Regions from separate parts of the Gossypium hirsutum genome. Here regions 2 and 3 are each linked to region 1. A link is a contact called in public Hi-C data. All regions are on one chromosome and are shown on one strand. Each heading gives the region's core, a stretch centred on a gene start, on an enhancer-like site or on the middle of the called end of the contact. The rest is flanking DNA. Distances are from core to core; before and after follow the strand shown.

The links. Hi-C and Micro-C count contacts between places; a contact is called where the count stands out from the background.
Region 2: a Hi-C map of leaf shows a contact between it and region 1, with 1.7 times the contacts expected there. The contact joins the promoter of LOC107913667 here to the promoter of LOC107913663 in region 1. A contact is called at or near these places in 3 of 34 Hi-C or Micro-C datasets (leaf and seedling).
Region 3: a Hi-C map of leaf shows a contact between it and region 1, with 4 times the contacts expected there. The contact joins the promoter of LOC107913689 here to the promoter of LOC107913663 in region 1. A contact is called at or near these places in 6 of 34 Hi-C or Micro-C datasets (callus and leaf).

Annotation. Positions count from the first base shown.
Region 1 is chrD11:35,878,562-35,883,092 of Gossypium_hirsutum_v2.1, reverse strand. LOC107913663 (glutathione S-transferase F8, chloroplastic) reads right to left here and starts at 1,964. Exons shown (of 3, transcript XM_016842313.2): 1 at 1,502-1,964; 2 at 1,380-1,428; 3 at 680-1,285. The coding sequence starts at 1,654. The coding sequence ends at 828. It also overlaps the pseudogene LOC107913664.
Region 2 is chrD11:35,593,321-35,597,657 of Gossypium_hirsutum_v2.1, reverse strand. LOC107913667 (bifunctional UDP-glucose 4-epimerase and UDP-xylose 4-epimerase 1) reads left to right here and starts at 1,400. Exons shown (of 4, transcript XR_001688607.2): 1 at 1,400-1,654.
Region 3 is chrD11:36,284,151-36,288,473 of Gossypium_hirsutum_v2.1, reverse strand. LOC107913689 (probable trehalose-phosphate phosphatase J) reads left to right here and starts at 2,851. Exons shown (of 9, transcript XM_016842348.2): 1 at 2,851-3,011; 2 at 3,212-3,390; 3 at 3,476-3,616; 4 at 3,715-3,786; 5 at 3,886-4,137; 6 at 4,225-4,323. The coding sequence starts at 3,008.

The sequences.
Region 1 (4,531 bases), core at 715-3,214:
ACCACAATGAGAAGCTCCTTGATGATGGCGCTGCACTTCAGGGTTTTGGTGTTCGAAATAATTCTCTGGTTTTGTATTTGGCCCCTTCACTTTTCTGGAAATGGTGTTTTTTCTTTTTTAGATCATTCTTTTCTCATTTCCTGCTTATGATCCCACCCTGGAGCCTTAACATCCATTGACCTTGCAAATATCAACTTAAATAGGATTCATATGCTAATGAATTATGGGAATCCATCATCCCGAGTAGGTTTTTATAAATATCGTTAAGAGGAATCTTAACTTAAAATTGATCTAGAAATTTGGCTCTCATTTACAATTACTGGGGCTATAATGTCTAGCAGCAGGCGGCATGTAAAATTATAAGCATGAAGAATTTCTCCTGAGATGTTATGATGTGTATTGCAGGTACATTTTTTTACCCTATATTGTCTCAAAAGGTTCTGGGAGACATTCTAAGAGGAGAAAACACCGTCTTCAATGGCCTGAACAAGCATTCATGATGACATTCAATCATTGGGGCATCCCTGTTTTCTGATCCAACTCATTCCACAAATTCACAATGTTCCATAGCAGAGTAAATGTGGTACAAGAACATTAATTTCTAGTTGACATTTTAAATAAATTTTAAAGCTCTTCTAATACTAAATTATTAATAAAATTAGCTTTATCATATCTCGGATTCTCAAAACCAAATACATTAATCATGCCATCATCTCGAAAAGTAAACAACAAAGGCAATAACAAGAAGGAATTACAGCAAATCCCTCATAGAGTTTAACAACAAGAGTAGCATGTAGGAAAAGGCGAGCTAACAGAGCAAGGCTGTATCAACTGCTGTGCTTCTGCATATCAACGACCTTTTTCCAGGAATCACGGCTGGAAATCTCAGCCCACCACCTCCCTACATTTTTCTTGGAAGTGAATAGCTCACCCCTATCAGTAGCATTCACCAAATAATGTGTGTTAGGCAAGTGGGAAAGATCTGCCAATGAAAACTCATCCCCGGCCAAGAACCGACTTTCTCCTAGCCTTTTCTCGTACACCTCCAGCGCTTTAGCCAGCTTATCGTGGTTTTGGTTGATCAAGGATTGGTCTTGCTTAATCTTCATTCGGGGTGCAAATGCAAGTTGGAATACCAGAACTGAGCTTGGGGGGTTAAAGCTCTGCCCTTCTGCCTCCAACCATTGATCTATTGAAGCTTTCGCCAACGGGTTGCTCCCATACAATCCCTTGTTCCCCTTCTCTGCATACTTTTCACATACATACCTACAAATCGCCCGTGACTCTACAAAATTCAATTTCCCAAATCAAAATCTTAGCCACAATACTCAAACAAAAAGTACCAACCACAAAATGCAAGTTCGGGAATGATTGATTACCAAACAGGGAGGTGCTTTCGTCTTGAAATGCCGGTACTTGACCAAAGGGCTGTCGAAGCCATGAATTAAAATAGTTTAGCTCAATTTCAGGAAGCAGATAATTCATTCATATATGTATGTACCTGGATCTTGAGGAAATCAGGACTTTTGTGCTCGCCCTTGGACATGTTAACGGGAATAAGCTGGAATTGAACATCTTTCTCAATGAGACAAGCTAAGACCCTAGACACAGCAGTAGACAATGGGGGGCCATGCACTTTCACCGGAGTTGCCATTTGGAAGTGCCGTCTACTTTGTCCTGCGTTAACACACTCCACCCATATAAAAGGATCTTGCACCTAATCCACTACCCACTTTATCCCTTGCTTAACGAGTGGAGTTAAGTGGGTCCACCTAGGACATAATCTCATAAAGAGGGTGTTTTGTACCTACAGCATTTTAGGCTCCATTGGGCTAAGTTTGGGTCTTGAAAATACTTCAAGACATGGACTACAAAGAGAAATATTGGCTGCTACTCTGGAAACCCTTTGCTCTGTGATTTTTGTTTTCTTTTTATGTTTTTATTATGCTTTTGGTTCTATTGCTTTATCAAAAATACCCGCAGGCTTATGTCGGTTTAAATCTTACAACTATCATTTGATAAGTGTTTGCATGCATCTTCTCATAGACAGTTACAATAGATGCTCGCAACGGTACATTATAACTAACTAGGTTATGATGTTGGTAAAAAATTAATTTATATAAAAGTAAAAATGAGCTAAGTTTTAGTTGAAATGATAAAAAATACACATTAAAGCCGCTGATCCACTACATATATTATGTTGCTCCACTTCTACCTATTATTATTACAGCGTACAATGGCATTGGTACCTTTGTCTTTAAACGTTAGGAAGGTAAATCTAATGAGAAGAAGTTTACCTTGTGTATCTCGGATGTTGCTTGTAAATGATAGCTACATTATCAAATGCAATAAAATATAGCAAGCCCCCAAACATATACATCTGATGGAATATCTGATTCAGCTCCTCCAAGTAATATCTCTCGTTTTCATTCAAAGGCGGACAAAATGCTGTTGAATTTCCACCATGCTGGAGGGTTTTGTAAGAACGGTAGTAGCTGTATCTCCATGAACGAACTTACAGCTACTGCCGTTCTTACACCCTTCAGCAAAGTACAAATAAGGCTTCAGGTCTTCACCCCGAGAAAATCTGCCGATGGAACCCACTGCGGCGGCCAAGTCGTTTGGGTTTTGCTGTGGGTGTGGGGTTGGGATGAAAGGGTGTTTAAAACGGGAGGAAGAGCCATTGCAATTGAATGGCTAGCAGGCGTGTTAACTATAAATGGAAAAACAAATCAAATGGAGAAATGAGATACAGACGCTGGAAGTGGAATAAGAGTTGTTGGCAATCAACGTCTATCTTTTTAATAATCTCATTTGACCCCTCAACTTTCATCTCATGTACAATGCGGTACCTATAAGCCCAATTTGATACCTGTGCTATTTCTGCTGTGTATGAATGTACCCAAAGGCTATAACATTGTTTAATTTACACATTGCATTCACAACAATGAATGAAATATGTCGCGGTTTTGAATTTTGAATATAATTTTTACATGTTGATTAAATTTGATAAATTTCTTTTTATTTCTATTTTTAAGAAATAAACAAAACTTCAAAAAAACTTAAAAAAAATCAAACTTATTTTTTGAAAATTAAACGGTAAAAATTATATTCAAAATCTAAAACTTATCATATAATGACGTGTAAATTAAATAATGTTGAAGCTTTGGTTACATCAATATATGGCGGAATAGAAAATTCGACATTTTCTTTATACATATACTATATTCCACATCAGAAGAAAATTTAGGGGCATATTAACCTAAATACAAACTTTTAATCTCCTGTTCGCATGAAATTAGAAATAATCCAAATATTAGCCCAATTTTGAAGCTTAATATAACAAAAACTCATCTAAAATAATTTAATAATCAATTCAACCATAATCGAAAATAATGCTCAAATGTGCCCTTAACTGAATGTAAAAAATCAATTAATCTCTTGAATTATCAAGTTGTGTATAAGCCCTTAATGGTGGTTACTTCACCATGTGGCATGTCAAGAATGTGCCACATGGCAATATATATATATCCTCTTTAAATTTCTTAAAAATCATAAAAATTATAGAAATTGTACAAAACATAAAAATAAATATTAATAGGAAATTATAAAAACTATATGATTACGAAAAATATAGCATATTATAAAATTATAAGAAAAACTATTAAACACATTAAAACTAAAAATATTATAAAAATATAAAAGAAATTATAAACATATGAAAAAAATTAATAAAACCCAAAATTTTCTAGTTTTCAAATCTTTTTCTTTTAATGCTGGTTACCATCAGCCATTGGCTCGAAAGAGTTGGGAGATATCAAACCATCTACTTTTTCTAAAAAATTACCTAAACCGGGACAACGTGTCCTCATCCAATTTTCTGGCTTCAACTCTTAATGGTTGTTAAATTTAGAAAACATTTTTAATTTTCCATTTTGATTTTTACTTTATACTTTAAAGAAGATAAATAAACTGGAGATTTGTCATATCTAGACTTAGACACGTGTCATAATGACATGCTATCTCAGAGGAGCCCATAATCATCTTTTCAAATTCATTCGAGTGTATTGATAACTAGTCATCCTGGATCCCTCAACCTTAGTATGGGACCTACACTATTCACTTCCTGTCTGAGGAAATATACTATTTGTCTCTTTCGTTAATGGAAACCATAAGTTAAATAGAAGCCAGCAAAAATTATCACGTGACAGTATATTGATGTGTCTGATCAACAAAATTAAAATAATTTTTTAAAATAATTAAAATGTGCATATATAAAATAAATTTAAATAACTTTATGTCTAAATTCATTTTGGGTGAGAGTGAAACTAAAAAAAAAAATCAAAACTTATAAAAAAATATATTAAAAAATATAATAAAATTCTAATATATATTCCAAATGTATAAAAACTCAAAAAAATTATTATTTATTAAAAGTATATAAAATTTCATATTGGATATACATATGTTGATCTGATTGAATTATTTTCTTCAAACTAGTTGCATGTAATGACTGTTGGAGTTGAGAATC
Region 2 (4,337 bases), core at 151-2,650, 280 kb after region 1:
GGGACTGTGTATGTTAATCGATTATTTGTAAAATTATAAATTCACAATTTGGTATAAAAACAAAATAATTTGAATGCTGATGTTTAGATTAAGTGAAATTAATTAGATGCAAAGATTGATCCCTATACAATTTAACTCTAAATGCAAATTATCTAAATGTATGAATGACTGACTTTAGCAACAAAAACAATAAACATAAAATAGGCTAGGATAATTATATTAATCAACTCAATTCATTTTCATCATTCTTAACAATGTTCAGAAAACATTCTACGGCAACTCGATCTTTCATGAGTTTGGAATCCAAATTAAGTCCTCTTGGATCTTTTACTTAGTGAAATATGCATTTTACTGATCATATTGAACTATATGTTTCTTACTATTTATGCGAGGTCACAGGGACATTTACGTTTGCAACAGTTTAATCAAATAAACCTAAAAACTATGCAATATTATAGAGCTAACTAAAGATATTATGAACCTCAACTTAGTCGGGTTTAATGATTTAAATTGAGCATTGCACTTTTCAATTATGTGCCTACTAGCCGTCGTTTGGTTAGGATCGCTTAGCTAATCTGAATGCACCCAATCACGTATGAATGAAATTTATCTTAATTTTAATTGAAAACGTGATTGACTAAGGCACAAACATGTTAAACATGACCCAGTTTACATGGTCTTGCCATCCACATGAATTGATTTGTGCATGTCCATGTTTCATTCATATTAATTACATCTTCAATGGTCCTCCTACATAGTGAAAAATCACATATTAATAAATTAACATGAAATAATATAAAATATGCACAAAAAACATGTAATTAAGCATAATTTCACATACTTTATAAATTCATGTCTAATATTAATAATTAAGTAAAATTCACTTATTTTAATAACAATTATTCAAGATTAACATATTTATTAAGTAAAAAGATGGTAAAAATATATAGAAAAACCCTATATAATTTTGAGTTTACAGCTACGCATTAACAAGATACAAATACATACATACTACATATGTGTAGAACAAAAGGGTGGAGATCTACCAGCATACGATTAGATTTGAACCAAAGAGAATGCGCAAAACAATAATAGATTATAATATATACAATTAGAATTATATAATTAAGGTAGATTATTAATTATATGTAATGCTATATACATTGATACGTAACCTTAAGCTTTGAAAATATAACTACCTTTATGGTAGAGTATAATATATACAATTAGCATTGGTTAAGTAAATAAGTTATTTTGGATTGTTATGGAACTTTTAATTTATTTCGATATTTTTTGGAAATACTCTGGACTTTCATAAATAATTAGGGTCTGTTCAACCATTTTTACACCTACTTGAAAGCAAAATAAAACAAACTAACTATCCGTAAAATGTCAAAATCAAATTAATTGAATCTACTAAGCCCAAATAAACCAAAAAAACAACTAAGTTCCAGCTAAGCCTCGTTTTTCGAAAGCCCCAATGCCCAGCTTCATTAGACATGTCTCTTTACCTTCCTCAAGCAACCAAGAATAATCAGAATCCCTAGACTCCTTACAATAAACTTTCCTATGCCAGAAAATTTCTCAAACCTTCAACACTTCTACTATCTTCTGCCACTATTGTTGCTGCCGATTCCGGTACTCCTCCATCTAGGTAAGTCAACTCTTTTCGATTCAAACCCTCCCTGACAACCGCATGTGAAACTCCATTTCCATTTCTAGATATTTTCTTGAAACAACATCTGTTGAACATTTTTTTAAGGGATTTTATGTCTACAATATAAGGGCTTATTATGGATCTGTCTTCTTCTTTGCGTTGGACCTTTCTTATAACAATGAGAGCATCACCTTCAATTATTACCTGTCTATACTTGAGCTCTAGCCCCGTTTGAACTGCCTGCAAATAAGCCAATGTCTCAAGTATTCTACTATTTACCCTATCCTAGTCACTAAGATATGCCTTAATAAACTATACAGTTTGTACTGTTGATTGATTAAGCCCCTCATGCAAGGCTTTATTTAATCATATCCATATGTCCCAAATACAAAAAAATAAGCTTTTTCTGATGGTACGAGCTTCTGGTAAGCATTTCCCCTATCCACTGCTTGAAATTTTCTCCCATTACCCCCCTGAATTCCGTGAAATCCTAGCTCACCCCAAACTTCTTTAACTATAGGGTAGTCTCAAAAGGCATGTTCCAGCGCCTCTGCTCCACTTTTACACCATTGGCACCAATCTAAATTGAACACTCATCTAAATTTTAGGTTACTAAAAGTCAAAATTTAATTGTTGGAAACCCTCCAGTTTGTAATTTTGATTTTTACTAGCAAGTCTATAAGCCATAGGTTTTTTAGGAAAGCTTTGTATGTAATTTCATTAGTTTCGTCATCAAGATTAAAGGTCTTTTTCAGCAGCCTTCTGTATCTACTCCTTACAGTATACTCTCCTGTTGCCTCTCCACTTCATACCCTACAATTCTCTCGTGAGTGTCTCGTAAAAGGAATTTGCATAATAGCTTCTGCCTCTTCCCTTGTGAATAAAGAGGTAACAAGTTCCACCTTCCACTGTCTCATATTAGGTTTAATAAGCTTAGCCTCCTTATCTACATTATGATCCCTTGTAACACCCCTAACCCATCTCTATTGCTGGATTAGGGGTACGGAGCATTACCGTATAAAATAGAACATTTAATATCGAAATAAAATAAACATGCAATTTATATATTAACATATGATAATCTAACTTAATTATAGCATAAATACTTTTATAGGCCTTAAATCGAGCCTATGTGGCCCTAAAAATAGTTTGGGAACAATAAGAGATCAATTCAAAACAAATCAAAAAATTTAGAAAAATATTGAAAAAATTGAATACAGGGGTCACACAGTCATGCGGCCATTTGAACTATGGGACATACGGCCGTGTCCCAGCCCGTGTGTCAAACTGTGTAACTCACTGACTTGGGTCACATGGCCGCGTCCCAACCTGTGTGCCAGTCCATGTAAAACTTTCACTTGAAAATAAAGTGACACATGGTCGTGTGGGGTGACCGTGTGTGGCACACGACCATGTGACAGCCCATGTCCCAAGCCATGTGCAGCATAATTTATCCCTAATACAAGCCAAAACATTAACCCTTCATTGCACAATAACTCATACCATTTCCAATCATTTTTACATGACTAAAACACTTTAAAATATACCAAAAGCATACAAACCAAATCAACTTAGGTGGCTAACCAAAATAACTTTAATTGACACCACAATTTAACCTATCAACTTAACTCAATTCAACATTTCAAGTTCATTAATAAAGCATAAATAATATATTCCAAATAATCGTTTCAATGCATGGCATTCAACCATACTTTGCCTACTTTCATATGAGCTTAAATAAATGTCACATACCATATATTTTCACTTTCACTTGCAATTCATCAACTAGGACATTATTACATATATAAGCTGAACATCACCCAAACATACCAAGTTTGCAAACTACAATAAAGTCCTATTACATACCAAACTCACATATATCACTTAAACATTTTGTTCATAGCTCAATGAACCAAAGACCATCTAAATTACAAGGCATTCACAAGTGACTAAAAGTCGTACTTATTTATAAACATTTGTAAGTCACAATAAGGCATATAGGCCAATAAGCTTACCCACATCACACTGGTAAATAATCTAAAAGTCAACTTCTATTACATTGAAAAAATGTCACTTGAATCGTCCACACACAAATCAATTAACCATTTCTTTCCTAATATCAAAAGACCATTCTCAACCATTAACAAAAGGTATTAAGGCATACCAAAACTTGGCATAGCCCAAAACATACCAATTTAACAAACAACCCTATACATGCCATTTATAACCATTTCAATATATTCAAAAGTTACCAAAATGGATTGATGGAGAGTGTGATCGTGCTTCGATGTTGATTCCAACCGTTCGAGCTTTCTGATGATCTATAAAACAAAGAAAATAACTATATAAGCAACTAGTGCTTAATTAGCTCATATAAAGGAACTTAAACTTACCAAATGCATTAAATTAATCAACCATGAGTAATTCCATTTAGTCATAGAGCAAATTTCCTTTTCCTATACACCACACCTCACAAGGTTAGTAAATGAAGCAATGCATATATAAATCCAACCCAATCAAGGCATATAACATATCAAACATTTCAATTTCGCCATTCATCTTTTATATGACTACCATATACCTTCATTTTCTTTCAACTATACTTATCATATATTCTATATACTTACTTTAATTCATAGATCATTACTTTAGTTCATAGATCATTTCATATAATCATATA
Region 3 (4,323 bases), core at 1,602-4,101, 400 kb before region 1:
TTATTTTATCAAGTACATTGAAAGTTACCATTAAAGGACATTGATGAAAACTTAAAAAACTTAAGTGAAATAAATATATTTTTTTATAAGAAATGATTAGAAGTTGAATTCTAACTTGTTAGAAATGTAAAAAAGAAATAAAAATGGATGGGAAGTCTGCTTGATACATTCAGCCATGGTGAAGGGGAAGTAGAGAACTTTGGTCACTTTGTGTAATGTTAGAACTAAATGATAGCTTGTGAAGCAGTGACTATTCTGATGAAGACAGAATTGAAAACGGATAATTGAGTCGAAAGAAATTGGAATTTCGAATAGGAAACTTTAGTTGTTAACTTGATGAACCATGCATATTTAAGTTTGTTATTATTACTTTTAGGATTATAATGAATAAATGTCATTGTTTCGTATTGAGTTACTCCTGTTATAGCTAAAAACGAAACGAGCATCTTAAAGGAGAAAGGCCAAGAAAAGAAGCAAAGCGATTGAAACTTCGATTTGCACTAATATCTTATTTTTATTACATAATGCTTTTAATATTTATTTAATTATGATTAACTATATAAATTTTATTTTTATGGATTCTGAATGGTTTAGTTAGTATTTAAAAGATTATATTTGAATTGAAAACTATGATTTCAATGATAAATTAATAAATTCAAGATTTTGAGTTGAATTTAAATATTAATATTTCAAATGGTTGAACAAGCAAATGTATAGCACGTTTTGTATTGGAAGCCTAATTTTATATTAGGCGATATATGATTTGAACATGAAATGAAACTGAAATGATAAATATTAGAGATTGTGTGACTCGAACCCCATCATTTGTTGAAAAAATAAATACAGTAGAAAATAAGAGGATCTATATTGTGCGAATTAAATTAATTATGCGATTTTAAATTTGATTAAAAAGCTTTTTTTTATTCGATTTGTCAATATCATAATATTAAAGTTTATTAATATTAGAATAGTCCTTTTATTGTGATGTTATTAATTATATTTTTAATCAAGTTTTAATTTATTTCTATCAATTAATTTGTATTCAATATTTATGTAATGATTTATATGATATTAGCACCACTGAGCATAAAAAAATATTTAGCGTACGGTTTGTTTATTTTCTGTGTGCAAGTAGTTAGATTCGGTAGGTCATTCCAACATCATCTAAAGAATCGAAGATTAACTCAAACAATGTTGGTGAAAAGTTGACTTTATAATATAAATGACATGTACCTAGGCTTGTCTATATATATACAATGTTGTGTTGTAAACTGAATTTAAATATTTTCGTTATGTTTTCTTTGCTAGTATTTTATAATTTTTGTTTTAATGAAATAGTAAAGCATAGAAACCTAGTTTATTGGTATGTTTCGAAAAATCTAAGTGTTGGGAATTGATTTGGGAGATGATTTAAATGTTGATATATTGTGAAATCTAAATTTTGCAAGGGTTTTTTTTTAACATAAAATAGGCAAAAATGCTGCAAAAATTTTTATAAAATAATTTTACCATTATGTTTCCATTTTGATAAAGTAAGATAGAAAAGTAAGTTGTTTCGGCAACAGAATATAATATTTTATATTTGGATCCAACAACTGGGTCACATAGAAACTAAATTTGCAACTTACATATAGTGCATGGCCTAATAGCATAATTTAACCAAATAGTTAATATTTAATTAAAAGAAAACCGGCTGCCTAGCAAAAAGAAAAAGAAACGGTCCGAATATTCCAAAACTCCAAATATGGAATATTTATCTTAAAAGTACGCATAATTTGAGTATAATTCAGTTCACTTAGCACAACAACATCCCTAGATAAAATATGTAGAAGAAAGCAAAGTGTTGTTTGTAGACTTGGACCGTTTACATTGATTGCTGATTATGGGATTTGACTTCGATTCTCCAATCTTTCTATTTCAGATATATTGTCGTGAATTACCAAAATTTTTTAACTTAATTAAGAAATAAAAGAACCACAGCGAATTAAGAAAATTTTAATATAAGAATCTCTTATACAGAATATGAGATTCAAAACATCTTCCAGTCAAAGGGGTTGGAGAATCAATTCCCCGTTTCTTGAATTAAACATGATTGTTTGATTAGATTAAACCGATGTTAGGAAATTTCTTTATGAATCTCAAATTATTATGTTGAAATTAATCGACAATTGTTGAACAAGTTGAGTAAGCGAGGGATATATAGAATCTCGTACCGTAAATCACATCCTTGGCATGCAAGTAATGGTAATCGACTGATGCTTCCACTTACAGAAACAAAAGAGCAGAGAAAATGAGGATAAACTATAAACAATAATTAATTAATTAAATGAGCCCCAACATTGGGCAGAGCTGGGCACTGTTCTGTCTCAATTTTCAAGACTGGACTAGATTCAGCCAATAGAAACACAACAATAATTTTCTATTGGATCAAATTAGATATACTGACTAGCTTCATGTGAAGTTTTAAAGAGGATTTATTTATTAATAAAACTTTTGCATAGAGAACTAAAGAACAGACCTAACAAGCTAAATGATGCGATTTGGTGAGCACAGGTGGCACAAACCCATATGATGCGAGCCATCCAAGGCTATGGTCCATGGCATAACTGCTAGCAGCCTGTTAAAACTGCCTTTTTACTTCACACTGCTAAGGCTAAAGACGGCTGTTTCAACAAAGGCATGGGATTTGGATTGTGGGACCACGTGGCGGTGGAGCCCCTTAAAGCAAAAACTCAGGATATGGTCATGGAGGACGGTGGGTCCCACATTTAGGAGAGAGGCATAGTTAGTTTGTTTCGTCGCTTTGTGTCTGGTTTGCTATAAAATGGGCTTTCAATCCCCTTCTGTCTCTCTCACATACATTCTCTTCTTCATATTTCTCTGCCTATTCTTCCTTTGAGTACTCTGTATACTCCTCTGTTTCAAATCTCCTCCTCCTCCTCCTCCTCTTTACCTTCACATTAACATCTTAACACTTGGTTCTTTTTAGACGCCATAATATCCACAAATGGGTAAGTTCTTTATTGTTGTTATTCTGTATTTTGGGGACCTATTGAGAACTGTGGACTTTTTAGTTTTTAAGGTAGCTTTTTACTAAAAATGCTTTGTTTTGTTATAGTGAGTTTCTTAGAAGAGAGAGCAAAGAATATGGGTGGTGGTGGTCAAAATATAATGACTGATGCAAAATCTGTCCTCAACATGTCAATCACAGTGACAGTATCAGCTCAAAAGCCGCCAGCACCTCATGGTTATATCTCCATTTCAACAAAGAGGTTGCTGCACAACCTTGAAATCAATGCTGGGGCAAGAGCTAGTGTATGGGTTGATTCCATGAGAGCTTCTTCACCAACTCATAAAAAATCCACACCTAATGATCAAGGTTCCTGGAATGTAAGTTCTAAAGCTATTCAACCCTTCAACAAAAAGTGGGTTTGCTCTTTCTTCAACCCAACAAAGATTCTGATTTGTTTTGTAGCTACACCATCCATCTGCCCTGGAGATGTTTGAGCAGATAATAGATGCATCGAAAGGGAAACAAATAGTAATGTTTCTGGACTACGATGGCACACTTTCACCAATTGTTGAGGATCCAGATCGAGCTTTCATGTCCAACAAGGTTGCCTATTTGTCTTATATAAAACTATGGTTAACCTTTGTATAACCCTTTTGGGTATTTTCATCAATACTTAACTTTTTCATGCTTATGTACACCAGATGAGAAGGACAGTGAGAAAGCTAGCAAAGTGTTTTCCTACTGCCATAGTTAGTGGCAGATGCAGAGACAAGGTACATTTCCAGGCCACAAATTTTATTCTAAAAAAAAACGCCCAACTTTTTTCCCCCGAACTTGAATATATTTTTTCATTTTTTTTTGCAAAATTGTAGGTGTATAAATTTGTGAAATTAGCTGAACTGTACTACGCTGGAAGTCATGGCATGGACATTAAAGGGCCAAAGAAACGTTCCAAAACTGACAAAGTGACAGAACATGTTCTTTTCCAACCAGCAAATGAATTTCTTCCCATGATTGACGAGGTTTACAAACAATTGGTTGAGACCACCAAATCAACTCCAGGAGCTAAGGTGGAGAACAACAAGTTCTGTCTCTCTGTACACTTCCGTTGTGTTGATGAAAAGGTAATAAAAAAAGCCAAATTACTATTATTAACTTAGAATTATTCCGACTATTTTATTGGCACTTGACCCTTTGCTTCAAAACAACAGAAATGGAGTGAACTGGCACAACAGGTTAATTCAGTTTTAAAGGAGTACCCCAAGCTACGACTAACTCAAGGTAGAAAGGTTCTTGAAATCCGTCCTACT